2 separate regions of the Mus musculus genome follow, and region 2 is linked to region 1. A link is a contact called in public HiChIP or PLAC-seq data. All regions are on one chromosome and are shown on one strand. The core of a region is the stretch at or near the end of the contact, and the rest is flanking DNA. Distances in the headings are between cores, read along the strand shown.

What was found. HiChIP or PLAC-seq counts read pairs in DNA pulled down with a chosen protein or histone mark.
Region 2: a contact with region 1 is called in an H3K4me3 HiChIP or PLAC-seq map of embryonic basal ganglia, with 6 times the contacts expected there. The contact joins the enhancer-like site here to the promoter of Lrmda in region 1. A contact is called at or near these places in 4 of 39 promoter capture datasets (cranial neural crest, embryonic stem cells, second pharyngeal arch cranial neural crest and 1 more), 1 of 484 Hi-C or Micro-C datasets (bone marrow-derived macrophages), 18 of 115 datasets of contacts at active chromatin or transcription factors (the SCID.adh cell line, acute myeloid leukemia, bone marrow-derived macrophages and 14 more) and 4 of 9 other capture datasets (adipose tissue, embryonic tail, liver and 1 more).

The regions. Positions count from the first base shown.
Region 1 is chr14:22,018,267-22,021,107 of GRCm38.p6, forward strand. Lrmda (leucine rich melanocyte differentiation associated) reads left to right here and starts at 1,446. Exons shown (of 7, transcript NM_028275.1): 1 at 1,446-1,642. The coding sequence starts at 1,613. It overlaps Gm41106 (a long non-coding RNA gene), which reads left to right. Exons shown (of 2, transcript XR_874397.2): 2 at 1-539.
Region 2 is chr14:22,588,344-22,591,066 of GRCm38.p6, forward strand. The region is part of intron 4 of Lrmda (leucine rich melanocyte differentiation associated); the gene reads left to right. Among named protein-coding and RNA genes, the nearest start is that of 4930405A10Rik, 47 kb to the left of the region's middle. Within about 2 kb of position 1,413, at least 25 of the 459 cell types and tissues checked have an H3K27ac peak or open chromatin away from gene starts, as enhancers often do. A contact at or near this core is called in the SCID.adh cell line and embryonic tail, where this site is marked.

The DNA of each region.
Region 1 (2,841 bases), core at 196-2,695:
GCACCCTTTTGTCCGTCATATTCCTGTTCAGCTAACTCAGCTTCATCCAGTCTGAGCTGTATCTTTGTGCGAGCGCACGCGAGCGCACACACACACGAACATACATGAATACATACACATGCACACACACACACATGAACATACATGAATGCATACACATGCACACACACATGCACACACATGCACACACGAACATACATGAATACATACACATACACACACACACACGAATACACATGAACACACACACATACCAACATATACATACACACACATACACACACACATGAACACACACACACGCACACACACACACACACACACACACACACACACACACACACACGGACATACACACTATTTTCTTCTCAGAGACACAGTCTTGTTATGTAGCCCCGTCGGGCCTCCAGTTTGAGATACCGCCTCAGCCCCTCAAGTGCTGTCATTACAGGCCTGTGGTTTCCCATCCACCACACCTTCATTTCTGAAGGCTCCCCTACCATGGAAAACTTGGATTAAATGTGTTTTTCTCTTGCTAACGTGACTTTGCTCTAGGCCTATCTATCAGCCACGACCCCAATGATAGGTAAGGACTGGCACCATCCTTAGGGTGGAGGTGGGAAGGCAAGAGCAGGCAAGAAGAAGGTTCCAGAGGGAAATCTGGAATGTGGGAGCTGCTGGTCTTGGGTTGGATTTCCCAGTCAGGAGGTGACAATGGTCACTTCTTCCTTCTGGAGGGTGAGGGTGAGGTGGGAGGGGTGTGTGTGTGTGTGTGTGTATACACGTATGTGTGTTTAGGCTCGTGTGTGTGCTGCCGACAGGATTAATAGCTTTGATTCTTACACATGTCTCTTCCCTTGGAGGAGAATAAGAACAAAAGGATCCTGAGAGTAGGAGACATTATCAATATTCCTGCCCTAACTTTCATTACTGTCAGCTACTGCGGTGGTGGTGGGCCTGAAGAGAGTAGGGGCTGTATGACCAGCTGACACTTTAAGGGGAAAATTCAACCTTTCCTTGTAGCCTTCTCTCTAACAAATGGAAACTCCATCCCACCAGGAGACCCATTCCCCACTGCTAGCAAGCTCATACTTTTTAGACTGTACTGGGGACTTTGAGTGAAGAGGCCCCTCCTTCCAGCAGTTGAGGACGGTTATGTAACCTAGATTGTGAAATTCTGGGAAGGCCCAGTTCTGAGTCGGGAACTAGCAGCAACTCTGCTGACACGTCCACGATGGGGACCCCCTTCACCCTTCACTTCAAGTCTGAGTCTGATGAATGCAATAAAGCTCTGGGCATTGGATTCTGGAAGGGGCACCTTTTGGGGAGCGGGGGCCGTAGAGGAACCGGACAGGAACTGGGCAGGAGAGAGGAGTAGTCGCGTGGGGTTCCCACGCTGGGTGCAGCGCCGCGGGCCACCCGCTGCGAGCTGCCCGGAGGTGCAGGTTCACGTGCACCGGGTTGAGCCAGCCAGCGGCGGCAGCGCTGCTGCGCACAGTTCTTGGTGGCCGACCGGAGTCTAGGGCTTCCGTTGGTCAGCTGACCTCCCAGTGCGGAACTGCGCCGCCCGCCACCCTGCTCAGTGCCGCCCGCCTGCTGGGTTCCTGCCACAATGGCTGGGCTCATGGTCAGTGGAACTCAAGTAAGTCGGTCCAAGTGAGCCCCATCTAGTCCCGGGATCCAGTTGGGGATGGGAGGGACAGAGGGGCACGGGTCTCCAAGGCTTTTAACCTGAGTGCCTTTTCCCTGGGAGGAGGTCGCATGTGCAGGTGATGTGTGCCAAGTACCCACACTTTCTCCAAGTTGAAGAAGGGTCAGACTCTTCTTTTGATCCTGCCACACTTTGTAGTGGTGTGATAAGCAGTTGAGATCCCCCAACTCCCTCTGTCCTTAGAGTCACACTGATCAACACTTAGGGACTAACTTCTCCATGCGACCCAGTGCTGGTGGCTCATATTTTTCACCAAAAGTGGTTCAGTTTCTTCTTTCACAATGCGGGTTTTAGAAGAACTTTTAGGGTGCAAGAAAAATGTTTTAATACGCAACCGTTTACCTATTGATACCAGGGCAACTGTACAAATGATCTGATACATTTACATGGGAGAAAGGGGGGAGGGGGCATGGCAGCAAAGCGCACAGAGTCATCAGAGCCACAACGAAAACCACAGAGTGTCGCCTGGCCGGGGGCTGGAGGAGCTCTGTTTTCACAATGAGGTTCCTTTTCAAGGCTGGTGGAGGCCCAGGGTGTGCTACATTTTTACTCTGGTTCTTGAAGAGGTGTCACTAAGGCATGGCAAGACTGGATGGTAGACACCCCGCAGTGCCCGTTTTCAGCTCTTTGGTAAGGTCTCTGGTAAACTCCCCTAGGCTGAGCAGGGACCCTGTATGTGCTGAAAAAAAAAGTAGTTTCTCTTTTGCTTTGCCTCCCATGAAGCCAGCACTCACTATGCAAAGTTCTCCACCCTAGGGAGACAGGGTGAAAGTTCTCCCTTTAGGCTCAGAGCATCAGGGATAAGGGAATTGTTCTTCCTCAGAGGCCTCAGAGTTTTACAAAGGGGAAACACAAATACCTGCTGGGTGCACCCTACCAAACTACTCCATTTTTTTTTTTTTTTTTTAAAAAAACAGAGTCTGGTAGTTTATTCCTCAACTGAATACATTTATTGAGTGACTTCTATGCACCAGGCACCCTGCAGGTATTGATGGAAATAAGCTGAATTGCCATCTCTCTGCTGCCCCTATTGGCCTAATCTCCTAGGATCCCTGGCTCTGCCTGGAGTCTCAGACAGGCACAAGTCCAGAGCTCAGCAGTGAGCCTGCCAGGCTGCTGTCAGCCTCCAC
Region 2 (2,723 bases), core at 163-2,662, 570 kb after region 1:
GGAAACCTGGGTGCTCAGAATAGTTTCTCTCTCTCTCTCTCTCTCTCTCTCTCTCTCTTTCTTAAAGATTTATTTACTTATTTATTTTTATGAGTATACTGTAACTGTCTTCAGACACACCAGAAGAGGGCATCAGATCCCATTACAGATGATTGTGAGCCAACATGTTGTTGCTGGGAATTGAACTCAGGACCTCTGGAAGAACAGTCAGTGCTCTTAAACGCTGAGTCATCTCTCCACCCCCTTCCTATTTTTTTTTTTTTCTTCTGGCAGTTTTTTTTTTTTTTTAAGAGAGAGAGAGAGACTAAGAGATAGACTGATTTGCTGATAGGCAGAGAAAGGAGAAAGGAGAGAGAGAGAGAGAGAGAGAGAGAGAGAGAGAGAGAGAGAGAGAGAGAGAGAGAGAGACATGACTAGATAATAAGGTGGTGAAATTCCAAGATGGCTGATTTCTTCCTTATACTCCTGACCTGAGAGAAAAGCCTAGGAGCTTAAAAGAAAGATTTTTTTTTTTTTTAAATCTCACCACCAGGGAACTCAGCCTATGGACAAGTTCAAGGCCACGCCAGGACCTGTTTACCCCAAAGATACTGACCTATTTGCCTCCTTGCCTTTGTTCAAACTAAGGAACTCTAAACTTGGGGAAGAAAGACTCCTCTCACAGACCCTTAACGCTTCAGTCCTGGAGGAGATCTGAGTTTAGCTTTCCCCGTTGCCTCTGCAAAGCAGGGCATCTCTTTCTTCATGTGCCTGCCTTCTGTGTGTTTCCTCACCCCATAAAAGCCTTTCTTTGACCGCTGATTCTGTCTGCTCCTGTTCTATGTTCAGGATTTCTCCACTGCATCCTGCCTCACTCCAGATATTTCTTGTTTTCTCCTTCTTCATCTGGCAGAGAAAACAAACCCCGTGAAGACCCCTGGATGCTAACACCTTCTTATCTTTTCCTTCAAGAAGAATGATGGCTGAAAGTCAGCAGAGACTTAATGCCGAACATCACCTTTCAGACAAGAAACCTGGGCTCTCAGGCTTGACGCTGGTCTTCTGTGGCTTAGCTCTGTTGTGCATTTTCTTTCAATTTCTGTCCCTTCAGGCTCTGGTTGTTTCCTCCAGTCCCCCACCCCACTCCACCCTCTGTATTCCTTAAAACTTTAAATTATTTAAAATATGAGGCCCTTTCTTTGTTCCCTGGTAGGCAGCAGCCTGGGGGCCTGCCCAGTGTCTGTAGCACTCCACCAAAGGAAAGGTAGGAGGGACCCTCTGGTGGTGTCTGGGGCCACCTTGGGCTGCCACCCAAGGCTGTTTCCCACTAAATAGGAGCTGTAAAACCTGTGGCTTATATAAACCAGCTAGCATTCCCCAGCTAATCTACAATCTGGGCTTTGATGATCACAAGAAAGCAAAGGTCACGACCCAGAGATCAAAGCGACAGAAGCCCACACAGTAATTGCCGGTTACCCTCCATACAGGCCCTTGGACTGTCCTGTGGGTGTATTGTTTGCACAGAGACTTCAAACATGCTGTCAGTGAACTGAGAGCAAAATCAGCTGGCCTTTGCCAGTTGTCAGGCCAATTCATTAATGCTGGAGGTGCGCTCACCTCAGCTCATTAGAGCGAGGTCATCACCATCATTGTTGTCTCTCAGAGCATCTGGAGCCGTCCCACTCAGTCCTTTGTTCATGCTGCCTTGGTCCTCATTGGTGTTTTCTGACTGCCTCTTTCTGGAGGTGGGAGGGGGTGGTCATGCAAGGCATTCAGGTGAGTCTGGTGTATCAAGAAGGGACTGTATGCATCTATTTATTGTCAATCAACTTTGAGCACAGAGACCCCAAACAAATTAGTGTTTGAAGGAGGCGAAGGCCCATTCTCATGACTCAGATAGAGAAAGTAAGGCTCAGGAAGGTAAGCTCAAAACCTTATAGCCCAAGCTATCTGCTCTGCCCTGAAAGCTCCCTCCACCAACTTTTCATGGTGACAACCTCTTTTCCTTGGCACCCTGCCCCCAATCTCTAAGAGCTTTGGTCTCTCAAAGAAGCTGTGTCTAAGCCCTTGCTGTTTTCTCTCATTAGTCAAACACCTTTAGCAGTTGATCCATGCTCTCAAGCAGCGTGAGATGGCCAGTAGTATTAAACAGAGTTGATGTAATCCAGTTGACAGGCAGGAATCACATTGTCTTGTTGGCATCCTTGCCCTGTTCTGTTAGGTTGGGAATGGGAGGGCAGGGGGCGGGGGGGGGGGGTGGCGACTGAAACCATCCGAAGGCTCATCCATAGCTGCTTTCAAGGCACCAGGCAGAGGATCAGTAACTTGTACTTTGTCTCTGCACTCTCCGTGTATGGGAGTGAGAAGATGTTGGGAAACAAAGGGAGGAAGCATTGCTTGCCATAAGTGGAATGGATAAGCCATCCAGTACTCTGGAGCCTGGCTCTCCCAAGGACTCATGAGAGGCTTGCACTATTTCCAGGAACGAAGTATGGCTGCCAACTCCACCAGCAGATCTGAGGGGTCTATGGCATGAGTCTGTGGTTTATACTCTGACTGGGGAACAGGCCATCTTTCTGGGGGGAACGTGGTAGGCAGGGCGAGAGAAGGTTTGCCTTTCTTTTTGACATCTAGGCAAAAAGTACTAAGGCTGTTGATATTAGAATAAAACAAATAGATTCTTCCATAGTAACAAAAGGATTGAAATTGTTCCTCCCTCCTTCCAGATTTAGCTTTGTCCTTAA